2 separate regions of the Ovis aries genome follow, and region 2 is linked to region 1. Evidence: chromatin contacts called from public Hi-C data. All regions are on one chromosome and are shown on one strand. Each heading gives the region's core, a stretch centred on a gene start, on an enhancer-like site or on the middle of the called end of the contact. The rest is flanking DNA. Distances are from core to core; before and after follow the strand shown.

Region 1 (6,802 bases), core at 1,668-4,167:
GATTAAGAAATTGAAGATTAGAGCGTGAAGACTTGCCCAACGCAGCCTATCAATGCCACAGGCCTATAAAACCCAAGTTTCCTAACACTCAAATTAGTCTTCTTCCCTTTATTTAAGAATATTTCCTTACTACATTTCTACATTGATTTCCTAACATTTTCACTACTGTAATCCTTAATCTCACCACCCCACTAAAAGTTTTGTACTCTTCATTTCTATTTTGTTCAGATTAGAAAATCACAATTCCAAAGGCCTCAATATGTTTCTCCACATCAAATAATTTCTAATTACCATGTACTCCCAATGTCCCTGCATCTAGCTTCAGGTCCCTCTTCTCTTCTGACTTTGACAAATGAACATCCTCCTCCACTCTTAAATCAGTAAATGTACTCCCTCACTTCTTCCCACTTTGGATCACCTCCTTCAAGACCTAGTTTGTCTTACATAATTTATCTTACAGTTCTTTCTAAACACGTGCTTCTGTTTAGCTACAAACAAGCTTGTGCTGTGCTGTGCTAGGTCACTCAGTTGTGTCCAACTCTTTGGGATCCCATGGACTGTAGCCCGCCAGCCTCCTCTGTCCATGGGAATTCTGCAAGCAAGAATACTAGAGTGGGTTGCCATGCCCTCCTCCAGGGGATCTTCCCAACCCAGGTCGCTCCTGCATTGCAGGCAGATTCTTTACCATCTGAGCCACCAGGGAAACCCAAGAACACCGGAGTGGCTAGCCTATCCCTTCCCCAGGGATCTTTCCGACCCAGGAATTGAACCGAGGTCTCCTGCATTGCAGTCAGATTCTCTACCAGTCAAGCTACCAGGGAAGCCCCACAAACAAGCTTACATCACTTAAAAAATTTAAAAAAAAGCTATCCTTCTATCCCTGGACTTTATCAAGCTACTGTTAGAACCACATGAACCACACATACACACCTCTCACTATTCACACACACACTCACCAGATACACTCTCCCAGTACACACCTACTGCATCCACTGAACACATACTTCTACTATATAAGCGCTATTCTACTGAGGCTATTGTCTAAGTCTCGAGAGATCTCTCTCTAAACTGAATAGACTTTTCTTTGGTTTCATCTACAAAGACCTCTATACAACATCTGACACCACTGTAATGAAACTTTTCTCCTTAGCTTTTCAAACACAGTTAACATCCTCATTCTCTTTTTTATCTCTATCAACTTCTTCTGAGTTTCCTAATTCCAAAGACTTTTCCCCACCACCTTCTTTTTCCTTCTGCCGTCTGTAGCTTCATCCACTTCTACAGCAGCCCCAACTCCTCGATACAGATGTTTCACGTGACTCATCTTGCTTTCCAGCCCTCACTGCTGTCTCAAGATATAGGCCCTATTTTCCAAAGGCAATTACAACCCAAAATTTGTAACTGAATTGTTTCCTCAAAAATTTAGTTGAGAATTATGTAATGGCCTAGGAATAGCACCTTTGAAACCATTAAAACAGAGGAAAAGCAAGTTTTACTCAGCCAAAAGAATCACAAAAAAATAAATGAAAGAAGGAAAAAAATGAGGAAAGGATAAGAAAAAGCATTTTGCAAAAGAAAAAGACAGTAATTTTCAATAAACATATTTTGAATATAAGAACCTCAGAAGAGTGTTAATTGAAGGACATTTTGCTAATTTGCATCAAGAGCCTTAAGAGTTCAGTTTTATCTCTATGAATTTATCCAATGAAAATAATTACTAAGATTTAGTATAATAAATGTTCAAAGAATTACTTACAACAGCAAAAATAGTGGGAAACATTTAAATATTTTTAAATAGAACAGTTAAATAAATTATGATAGAGCTGTATCAGGAGCTACATAAGACTCTTAGAAAACATTTCAAAGATTATAAGGACATGGGGAAAAAAACAGACACATTAAAAGAAAAAAAAAACATCAGAATACAAAATTCTGTGTTTGACTCCAATTTGTTGAAAAATTTTAAAAGAAAGGATAGGCAAAAATATATCAAAATGTTAACTATTATCTCTAGGTGGTAGGATTACAAATGGTTTTCATTAATCCTAGGTATATTTTCTAAATTACCTACAATTATAAAATAGAGGGGAAAGCAAGTCAATTAAAAAGTACTAAAGTTATATAAAACAGGTGAGAGGAAAAATTATGAATATTCTTGAGAAAAATTTTTAAAATAGTAAAACTTTAATTACATATACTACAGTTTAAATGAAAATCTATAATCAACACTTAAGAGACTACTCATTTAAGCTATCATTTAGTTTAGTTTACTTAAACCACCCAACTGGTAACCCTGAGTTAGTGATATGACTTCTACTGGGTTAACCAAAAAGTTTGTTGAGTCTTTTTCCCCATGATAGTTTATGGAAAATACCGAACAAAGTTTCTGGCCAATCCAACACTTGCTCTTTTACGATGCACTAACTTATAAAAGAGCTCCCCCAAGTGGTAACATAAATCATCTTAGAAACATCTGAAAAGTAGGTTATCTTACTGAAAAGTAGGTTAACATAACTAGCATGAATTTAACCTGAAATTTTAAAAGTTAAAAACACTACTCTCTCTTATCTTTACTTTTTAATATATCAACCATGAAAATGATGGAAATAAGCCATAGTAAACACGCTCTTTATCTCAGGGTCAAAAGGATACATCCTTACACCAGATTCATGAGACTGTAATGAGTGATTAGCAATAAAGTTACAAGTTAAATGTATTACAGGAGTAGAGAGGCTAAGGCCTGCCTTTATATCTTCCCCTCCTGGATTTCCTTACCAGGGTTATATGTAAGAACAAAAGAAATAACATGCTAATATGCCAGAAAATCCTCCCTCTCGCTTGCATAATATCAGCTGACAGCAGTGAGTGCTAACGAAATTCTTGATGTGCTCTCAAGAATCAGAAGGCAAGAGTAGCACAGCCAAGAAGAATACAAATGCTAACTTCACTTGTGCTCGATCATATTTTTGATTCAACATGCAGAGGTAAACACCAACTGAATTAGCCATCCAGTTACACAATGCCTTTGTGGGGAAAGAGTTGACTCTACTCCCAGAAAAATATGTTCTTGGCAAATTCAGATTCCTCTAGTCTTCTGCCCAAGAGATGAGTACTTGGAGCTAAGAACTTCTACAGAATTCAGTGGTTAGGACTATTTAAGCACCTAACTAAACTCAAGTTCAGTTTACTAGATTGTTCAATTGTCCCTATCTCAACTAGTTTGTAAGATTTTGAAGGCATAATCACACTAAGTACACTGCTGAACCCCCAAGAACCTAGTACAATGGCCAGCACTAATTTAACATTAAATGTATATATTTTTTAAAAGCAGCATCAATAGTCATAACCCAGCATAGGATAGAATGACTTTTGACTTTTTGACTTTCTCATTTTTCCCCCTAGTAAAAAGTTTTAAGGTGAGAATATTGGTCCTACCACAATTTCTTTATCTCCTGATCACACATTGATCAGCTACTGACAATAAGCAGGATTAATTCACACAAAGAAATGAATTACAGTCTTCACTTCCTGAACCTGTAATACATAACTGACCTGGAATTTAGTTTCTAGTCAAGCTCTCTGCTTTACTGAGTCAAAGGCCCAAAAAATGATCCACCCAAGAAGATAGAGCCATAGAGCAGTGAAAACAGCCACCATATTAAGACAACTACTCATTAACTGATGTCCACCCCTCTTAGAAACAAAGACGAAAAACAGTGAGGAAGTCAATTACTACAACTCAGATTTAATTATGTGTATAAATGGTATTTTTCAAAGTTAACATGTCCATTCATTCCACCAATATCATTTGAAAAAATGAAAACATAACTACTGAATAAATGAGTTGGCATTAGAATAAAAGAATCTTAGTTGGAAGGGAAAATGAAAGAGATCATTGATCACTGAAGTCCTGTGGTCTGGGAGTCTCTAGGGTTCAAATCATAAAATGATAATCTTTGGCAAATTTGCTTAAATTTTTTAAAACTTAAGGGAACCCATATGTTTACTTTCAATAATGCCTTAGTAACTAAAGTAGCAAGTGTTTTACCTTTGCTAGAATTCAATGCAGCAAGGTAACACAATTTACCTTTATACTGATAAAAAGCAAGGGCTGTCAGGCTTGAATAAAATTAGGAAAAATTTTTATTTAATAAAGTTTGGTACACTTTCTAAAAGAGATCTAAGGTGGGGGAAAGTTTGGTGGTTTCTGACTGCAATATAAATCTGATTCAACTTATCTTAAAAATGGTTTGCAGAATGAGAAAAATCAAGGCACATACTGAAAAGAGGTAAAACAGAAAAGGGACAGGCATTTTTGACAAAAATAACTCACTTCAAAACTCTCCTAAATATCTAGGTCTCATATAAACTTGACTACTTGTTTATAGCTGAACATGTGATAGAAATAATTACCAATCTGAACATCAATAATTATGAATATCAGGCCTTTAAAATTATAATGTACATAAGGAAAAAAACTGATTCACTGAGAGAGTATTTATAATCACTTCTTTCAAAACAACACCTGTTGCATCTAAATTATATAGGGCATAAAGATGTTTAAAGTACAGAAAAACAAACGGTCCTATTAAATTGAAGTTGAAGATACCCTAGCAAACCTGGAAGCCTGTAACTCTCCACAGTCATTTCAATCCTAAGGGGAAAAGGTGCTATATGGAATGTGATATATTCTTCTGGTAGCTACCATTCTTCTGGTATCTACTTCTAACATGCAGAATAAAGAGAGGTGAATGAATAAAGAAGATGTGGTGTATATATAACCAACTAAATGTCACTCAGCCATATAAGAGAAGGAAATCATTAATGCCATTTGCAGCAACATGGACGGACCTAATCATACAAAGTTAAGTCAAAGACAAATCTCATATAATATCACTTACATGTGGAATCTAAAAACCAATACAAATGAACTCACAGACAAAACAGAACAAGACTCACAGACATAGCAAACAAACTTATGGGTTACCAAAAGGGAAAGAGCTTGGGAGAAACAAGATATTCAATATCTTGTTATAACCCATAATGGAAAAGAATTTGAAAAAGAATACACGCACACAGAACTGAATCACTTTACTGTACACCAGAAACCAATACCACACTGTAAACTTCAATTAAAAACAAAAAGCAGGGTAAGGTGAAGAGAAAATCTAAGGGAGAACTAGGGCAGAGCATAGTATTAAACAGTGCTAGGCCTTATTGGAAAAGCGAGATATCACCAAGATACTATCCTATGAACAAAGACATAATCTATTAAATTTTGTAAATGTGAAATGTCTTCTGACCCAGTGGTTTCACTTCTAGGAACCAACATTACAAAAGTACTCTTATTTGTGCACTAAATGTATATATAAAGCTATTCACTGCAGCAGTTTGTAGTATCAAATGTTCAAAAATAAACTAAATGTTTGTTACTAGGGGAATATATAAATAAATTACATGTCCATACAATGGAAAATACATCCGCTAAAAAGATTAAGCTAAACACAGAAGCAGAGGTACTCTTCACTACATGAAAAAAGCAAGGTACAGAAAAACACAAAAACTAGAAACTTTTATTAGCTGCCTATGGAGGAGAAGTAGGTAACTTAGGGGAAAGAATGAGAGAGGTTTTCATTGCTTACATTTTTATTTCTTTTGAATCTTAAACCATCTGAATCTATTGCCTATTCCAAAAGCATCAATAATTACTTAAATTGGTTAAAAAGTATAAATAAATAATAAAACCTCAGTGGAAAAAAAAAATCCTCTGTGTGTGTGTGTGTGTGTGTGTGTGTGTGTGTGTGTGTGTGTGTGTGTGTGTGTGAAGGGGGAAATGAGGAAGGGTTAGAGGGGCAGAATGAATAAAAATTTATCAGTGGTTATTTCTATAAAGGTGGGAATACAAAGAGAGCAATGGATATTCACTTCTCACTTTAATACTATGAGTTTCGACTATATATGTGTGTTTATATATAAATATACATTTATATATGCATGTTCATATAGAAATATATATTTCTTTGAAATACTGAAAGGGAAATATAGAAAAATGGAAAAAAATGACAAGAAAGATGTTAGTGAGAAGAACTACATGCTATGCCTTGAAAGTTGGCATTCAAATCTGTTAACAGTTACAAGAGTCATAATGACCACAAAATAAAATAAAATTTCTTCTCCGAAGAAGCCTAGCTAGTCTTCATTCAGAGATGAGAGTAAAATTCCTTCCATGGGTCCTCAGAAAAAACAATATATGCTGCAGTAAAAATAGCAGTCAAATTACATATTATTATAACAATTATCTACAATTACATGTTAGATATATCTGAGTAGTTCATGATGAAAGCTCATGATGAACTTTAATAATGCTATCCGACATATATATTAAGTTTAAGACACTAAATGGTGAAGAGGGAAGAAATGGTTTGATTAAATTTACAGAGTATAAAAGTAGAGAAAAATCAACAAAACCAAAAATTGGTTTTTTGAAAAAAAGATTGATCAAGAAAAAAGATTCAAATTAGTTAAAATTAGAAATGACATAAGGATATTAAGACCAACCTTATAGAAATTTTAAAAAGAATCATAACAGGAATGCTATAAGCCACTGCCTGCTGACAAATCAGATAATTTAGATTAAATGGACAAACTTCTAAAAAGACAGAGATGACCAAACCAACACAAAAAGAAACTGACAATTTGAAAAGACCTGTAACAAAGTTACGAGACTAGGCTAGTAATTGTAAAACCTCTCCACAGAGAAAAGTCCAGGCTCAGCTGGTTTCATTGATGAATTCAAACATCT
Region 2 (6,802 bases), core at 2,551-5,050, 200 kb before region 1:
AACAACAACCCATTGGGGATGCCACAGTGCCTTAAGCAGAGTTCTCTGTGCTATACACTATGTTCCCAACAGCCGTGTATTTTGTACAAAGTATGTGTATTTTGATAGTGTATACGTACCAGTTCCAGTCTCCCGGTTCCTCCCACTCCACCCCTTTCTGTCCTCCTGTGTGAGCATGCTCAGTCGTGTCTGATTCTTTGCAGCTCCATGGACTGCAGCCCACCAGGTTCCTCTGTCCTTGGAATTTTCCTGGCAAGAATGCTGGAGGGGGTTACCATTTCCTCCTCCAGGGGATCGTCCCAACCCAGGGATCCAACCCTTGGCTCTTGTATCTCCTGCATTGGTAGGAGGATTCTCTACCACTATCACCATCTGGGTAGCCCATCGTTGCCTCCTTGGTGATTGTTTAGTAAGACTAATCAGCCATCCAAAATGTTTCTGTCTGCATTCATTGGCCAATGTTCAGTTTTTTAAGTATAAAAATGGGCAGATCTCCAGACAAGGTCGCTCAGCAGCTTAGTAGCAGAGCTGGGACGAGAAGAAGAAACTATCATGCCGTACCATATGCCTTGGCACATGTTTCCATTCAACAGTTTGCTTTCTTACTTGATAGCTAAGATTTTTAATCCTCACAGGGTCAGATAAAACCATACTTTCCCATAGGCATTGTTCTTTACCCATCATGTGTAAGACAATTTACACAGCCTCCATTTTCTCAATTTTTGGTTTGTTTGGGTTGATTTATTTTGGAAAACCATCACACGATGGAACCGTTTCAGCTACTCCTTTTATCTGCAGATTTATGAATATTTAAATGAGCTTGGTCCCTGCCAATTTAGATACGATTTAGGTGGAAATTTGTATCTCTTCTTCTATCTTCCATGTATCCAAACTCCATTAAGTGATGGTACATGACCATCATTTAAATCTAATTCACACATTTATTTGGGAGTTAGAATATACTTAGGGAATTACCCTGAAGTTTGATTTTATTTATTTCATTTAATTAACTTATTTACTTGATTTTATTTATTTTATTGTGTTTCTGTGACTTTGATAAAATTTAGAAGCATATCCAGATAACATCCATTTTTGGGTACTTAGTATGTTTCAAAATCTACATCAATAAATGAGTCTGAGTTTTGAGCAGAGTATCTCCTTGCTGTTCAGTCACTTAGTCGTGTCCAAATCTTTGAAACCCCTTGGATTGCAGCATACCAGGCTTCCCTGTCCTTCACCATCTTCCAGAGTTTGCTCAAACTCATGTCCATTGAGTCACTGATGCCATCCAGCCATCTCATCCTCTGTTGCCCCCTTCTCCTTCTGCCTTCAACCTTTCCCAGGATCAGGGTCTTTTCAAATGAGTCAGCTCTTCACATCAGGTGGCCAAAGTGTTGGAGCTTCAGCTTCAGCATCAGTTCTTCCAATGAATATTCAGGTTTGATTTCTTTTAGGATTGACTGGTTTGATCTCCTTGCAGTCCAAAGGAGTCCCAAGAGTCTTCTCCAGCACCACAGTTTAAATGCATCAGTTCTTTGGTGCTCAGCTCTTTTTGTTGTCCAGCTCTCACATCCATACATGACTACTGGAAAAACCATAGCTTTGACTATACAGACCTTTGTAGGCAAAGTAATGTCTGCTTTTTAATACGCTGTCTAGGTTTGTCATTGCTTTTCTTCCAAGTATCTCTTATAGGAGAGGAAAAAAAAGATGAATCAGACTGAGCTTCCTGGTTTTCCCTTGATGCACAGCCTTCCATCACTCAACTCAGGTCTACTGACCTAGAAGCAGCAGGCAGGGCCTCACAAAGGTCACCCAGAGGGTGTCATCATCATCCATGACAAAATTCCTGATCGCACTCACAACTACTTTACCTCACAGATGCCTTTGGCTGGAATTCCAGAAGAAACTACCAAGTTTCAGAAATTATGTCATCCTTGAAATGTGTGATGAGAAGAAGTGCTTGCTTGGATCTGAGAAAACAGAATTGGGCATTTACGTGGAAGGTGTATTTTATGAACCCACACAGCAGTGGTGTGGGATGGCCCTGGGACCGGAAATACTTTTGGAGCCCATGCTCCATACCAGATATTGAGCTAGACAGCTGGGAAATAGAAAGATGAATTTGTCTCTCTCTTCTCAAAGGACCGTGAGACATGTAGTTGACTAATTATAGCACAAGGCAAAATACAAGGCATGTCGTAAAAAAGCACAGAATATCATACTATTAAGAGGAAGGAAAGGGACTGCCCTGGTGGTCCAGTGGCTACAACTCCATGCTCCCAATGCAGAGGCTCTAGGTTCAGTCCCTGGTCAGAGAAATAGATCTTGCATGTCCCAACAAGGACCTAAAAAAAAAGTGAAAGTTGCTCAGTTGAGTCTGACTCTTTGCAGCACCGATGGACCATAGCCTGCCAGGCTCCTCTGTCCATGGAATTCTCCAGGCCAGAATACTGGAGTTGGTATAGCCAAATAAGATAAAAAATAAATAAATATTAAAATACATAAATAATTTTTTTAAGGAGGAAGGCGAGAGGATTGTATTGGGGAATAATCAGAAAACAGTATTTCAGCCTTGAAAGTGGCTTTTGATGACAAGACGAGGATCCAAGCAAGCTAGACTCTAATAGGGGACAGTATAGGGTGTGTGAGGAAGACATTTTGGTCTTATCAGTAGGATGTAGAGGACAGTAAGAGCTGAGCCTAGAAAGGTAGGCTGGGGTCAGGTGGTGCCTGGCCTGGAATGGCTTAGTCTGGTGTTCAAGTTCCCTGAGGCAGAGGCTAGATCATCCTCACATCCCCACATTCACCCAGGCCCTCTGGCTTCATCATCTATGTCCATCCTAGGCTCCTCTCCCGTACATATGTGGAAAGAGGTGCTGGATGGTGGCATTAATTTTTGCTAAGTAGCTAGAGACCAAAAGTTATCATCAAATCTTCAAGAGAGACAGAGAAGAGAGTTCCTTTCTAGAAACATAATCTTAAAACAGAGACATCAGTCTGCCAACAAAGGTCCATCTAGTCAAAGCTATGGTTTTTCCAGTAGTCACAGACGGATAATGAGAGTTGGCTTGTAAAGAAGGCTGAGTGCCAAAGAATTGATGCTTTTGAACTGTGGTGTTGGAAAAGACTCTTGAGAGTCCTTTGGACTGCAAGGAGATCCAACCAGTTCATCCTAAAGGAAATCAGTCCTGAATATTCATTGGAAGAACTAATGCTGCAGCTGAAGCTCCAACACTTTGGCCACCTGATGTGAAGAAATGACTCATTGGAAAAAAACCCTGATGTTGGGAGAGATTGAGGGCAGGAGGAGAAGGGGACAACAGAGGATGAGATCATTGGATAGTATCACTGACTCGAGGGACATGAGTTTGGGCAAGCTCTGGGAAATGGTGATGGACAGGGAAGCCTGGCGTGCTGCAGTCCATGGGGTCACAAAGAGTCGGACACGACTGAGCAACTGAACAACAACAGCTTTTACACAATGACAGAGGCATATCACAAGCCTGCCCCCCAGGTGACCCCAAGGGAAAGCCATTGCCTGCAAAGGCCAGGGCAAGAGTGGAGGGAGAAGAGGAGCCGCTTGAATACGAGTGGCTTCTTAGAGCCTGGCTGTGGTCAGAGTGTGGCTCTCCAGTGACTGCTCCTCAGGGGAATTAGGTCAACTGTCTGCACACTGGAGGACGTTACCACTTGGCCAGGCCACAGAAACTATTTCCCACATCCTCAACATCTCTGTTGTACTGCCCCAGAAGTAGCTGTGGGAACTCAGCCTATGCCCTCACTCTTGTTTACACCTCCTCGTCACCCTTCTCCCACTTAACAAAAGAGAGAGAGACACCTCCGACCATCTCACACGTCTTACCACATACACGGTCCCAGTGTGTGAAAGCACGCACCAAACAACCCAGCCAAAGGAAACTTCAGATCCGAGAGAGGAAAGTCCCGTGAGAGCAAAGCAGAAGGAGCTTTCTGGAAGGAAATCCTAGCAGGGCAGAGCAGCCATCAGCCTGCCCTGCCCTAGCTGCTCACCTGCCTCGGTATCCAAGACAAGAATACCATGGTTGCCACCACAAAACAGTTTCTTGAATGGAAAACGATTGAGTAAAAACTTTTTTTTTTCCCCTGTGAGAATGCAATTTTAATTTGTCCACTGGCTTGACAGTGAGGACTGACTTTGCCCATGAGGAGATTCAGGGGGCATTTTTTTCTCCATTTTATTTTACTTTACTATTTTATTTCATTTCATTCATTTTTGTTATTTCAAAATATATATATTTTTAATTTTTGCCACCCTGCCTGGGATCTTAGTTTCCTGGCCAGGGTTGGAACCCATGCCACCTGCAGCGGAAGTGTAGAGGCTAAACGGCTGGACCAACAGGAAAGCCCCTAGATGTCAACTTTAAAATGAATGAAATGAAATAAAATAGTAAAGTAAAATAAAATGGATTAAAATCCTTTTAGGGATTTCTACAGATAAAGATCCCTAGACCTTCAAGTTCTCTTCAAATTAACCAGTGTTGGGAAATATATTAACATAAACTGGGGAGCTGAAATTCTAGTTTTATCCTGAAGAGGGCAGCATTGCTAAAATGTTACAGAGCTGAAAAAAAATATTTTTCCTAATGGTTCTCTCTAAGCTAACTCATCCTGAAGGAGATCAGTCCTGAGCATTGGTTGGAAGGACTGATGTTGAAGCTGAAACTCCAATACTTTGGCCACCTGAGGCGAAGAACTGACTCATTTGAAAAGACCTTGATGCTGGGAAAGATTGAGGGCAGGAGAACAAGGGGACAACAGAGGATGAGATGGCTGGATGGCATCACCGACTCCATGGACATGAGTTTAAGTAAACTCCAGGAGTTGGTGATGGACAGGGAAGCCTGGCGTGCTGCAGTCCATGGGGTTACAAAGAGTTGCACACGACTAAGTGGCTGAGTTGAACTGAACTGAAGCTAACTCTCCTTATTTGCTTTCAGATAATTTTACTTCAGAAAAGAATGACCTTTAGCATTTGAAGGCTTGAGGAGAGAGTAGCTGTCTTTTCATAACAGAAAGGCATCTGTGTCAAGCACATTTTTTCAAGAGTGAAACAGTATTATTATTTGTTTGCTTAAAAAAAAAAATTTCTTGAGTTCCAATAGCAAATAGGTGCTCAAAAAAGTGCTTCCCTGGTAGTTCAGCTGCTAAAGAAACTGCCTGCAATGCAAGAGACCCCAGTTCGATTCCTGGGTCAGGAAGATCTCCTGAAGAAGGGTTGGGCTGTTCACTCCAGTATTCTTGGGCTTCCCTGGTGGCTCAGACCCTGCAGTGATCCACCTGCAATGTAGGAGACCTAGGTTCAATCTTTGGGTAGGGAAGATCCCCTGCAGGAGGGCATGGCAACCCACTCCAGTATTCTTGCCTGGACAATCCCCATGGACAGAGGAACCTGGCGGGCTACAGTCCATGGGGTTGCAGAGTTGGACACAACTGAGTGAATAAGCACAGCACAGCTCAAAAAAGTGTTTGATACTTGGACAGTCACGCTACCTCCAATTCCAGGGAAGAGTTTGGTTAAACACGCAGGATAATTTTGTATCGACATGACTCCCAGGTAAGGCTCACCCACGTCCCCTGAAAGCCCACCTCACTCAGATTGCTTGAGCCTAGCAGTGCCCAGAGAGGTCAGACACAGTGTGTAATTAAAGAGGACTTTGGCACTGGCTGACATGCAATGCCCTAAACGTGATGATAGCTGTTTATAGTTCTCAATGTCTCCAGGAAATTGTGTTCTGATGTCATTTCACTAAGAAAATCATGTGGTTTCCTTATGGGGAGTTAATTATTGCCAGGTCTTGAATAAATGATGGTCAAAAATTTACAGTGAAAGCACAGATAAAGCATGTAGACAGATAATCCATGGCTCACATCGAACACTACCCTGTCAGGAAACGGAAACTTCTTCAAAGATGAGACGGGGAAGCAAGATGAAGCTGGAAGAAAAAGCGTGAAGTAATGAGTTCTGACTCCGAGACTCCCAATTCCTCTTTTTTTAATTTTTATGTTTAATTGGAGGATAATTGCTCTGCAGTGTTGTGTTGGTTTCTTCTCAATTCCTTTTTCTGCTGACGCATCCACTCCCAGCTAAGCGGCTACACACTTCTCGTTCTAGACGTAAAAACTGCCTTCTGGCAAGTTTTAACTTGTCAGTGTTGGTTGCCTCCAGTAGAGTATTTGAATATTAAATGGAACTGAAATAGATGATTTTGCTCCGAGTAGAAGGAATTCCAGCATCAGAGACAGGCGTGGGAGGTAGCTTTTCCAGAGAGTAAGTTCTGTTACTAAGATGGCTGGGCAGGTGTGAAAGGAGCCCTCAGAAGCCCTCCACGCAGCCCTTCGGACATCTCATCAGCACCTTGGCACCGCCAGAACAGAATGTCAGGTCAAGGGATCCAATGCTTTCAAGGCACTGAAAGTTTCGAATATAATCTACAACAATCAAACCACAAAGCCAAAGGCACAAGATATGTGTGCCTGTGTCTGTGTGTGTATATATGTATATATATGTATGTGTGTATATGTGCGTGCATGCTCAGTCACTGAAGTCATGTCAGGTCCGTTTTGCAATGCATGAACTGCAGCCCGCCAGGCTCCTCTGTCCATGAAATTCTCCAGGCAAGAATATTGGAGTGGGTTGCCATTTTCTCCTCCAGGTGCTCTTCCCAGACCGGGGACTGAACCTGCGGCTCCTGTGGCTCCTACATTGGCAGGCAGCCTCTTTACCAGTGAGCCACCCAGAAACCCCTGCATGTATAAATAC

The links. A called contact is a pair of places that touch in the nucleus more often than the background predicts.
Region 2: a Hi-C map of liver shows a contact between it and region 1, with 4 times the contacts expected there. The contact joins two enhancer-like sites. A contact is called at or near these places in 6 of 16 Hi-C or Micro-C datasets (blood, liver, muscle and 2 more).

What each region holds. Positions count from the first base shown.
Region 1 is chr10:18,474,961-18,481,762 of ARS-UI_Ramb_v3.0, reverse strand. All of the region lies in intron 2 of RB1 (RB transcriptional corepressor 1), which reads right to left. Among named protein-coding and RNA genes, the nearest start is that of RB1, 19 kb to the right of the region's middle. Within about 2 kb of position 2,917, at least 11 of the 54 cell types and tissues checked have an H3K27ac peak or open chromatin away from gene starts, as enhancers often do. A contact at or near this core is called in liver, where this site is marked.
Region 2 is chr10:18,673,114-18,679,915 of ARS-UI_Ramb_v3.0, reverse strand. No RefSeq gene overlaps it. Among named protein-coding and RNA genes, the nearest start is that of RCBTB2, 40 kb to the right of the region's middle. Within about 2 kb of position 3,800, at least 10 of the 54 cell types and tissues checked have an H3K27ac peak or open chromatin away from gene starts, as enhancers often do. A contact at or near this core is called in liver, where this site is marked.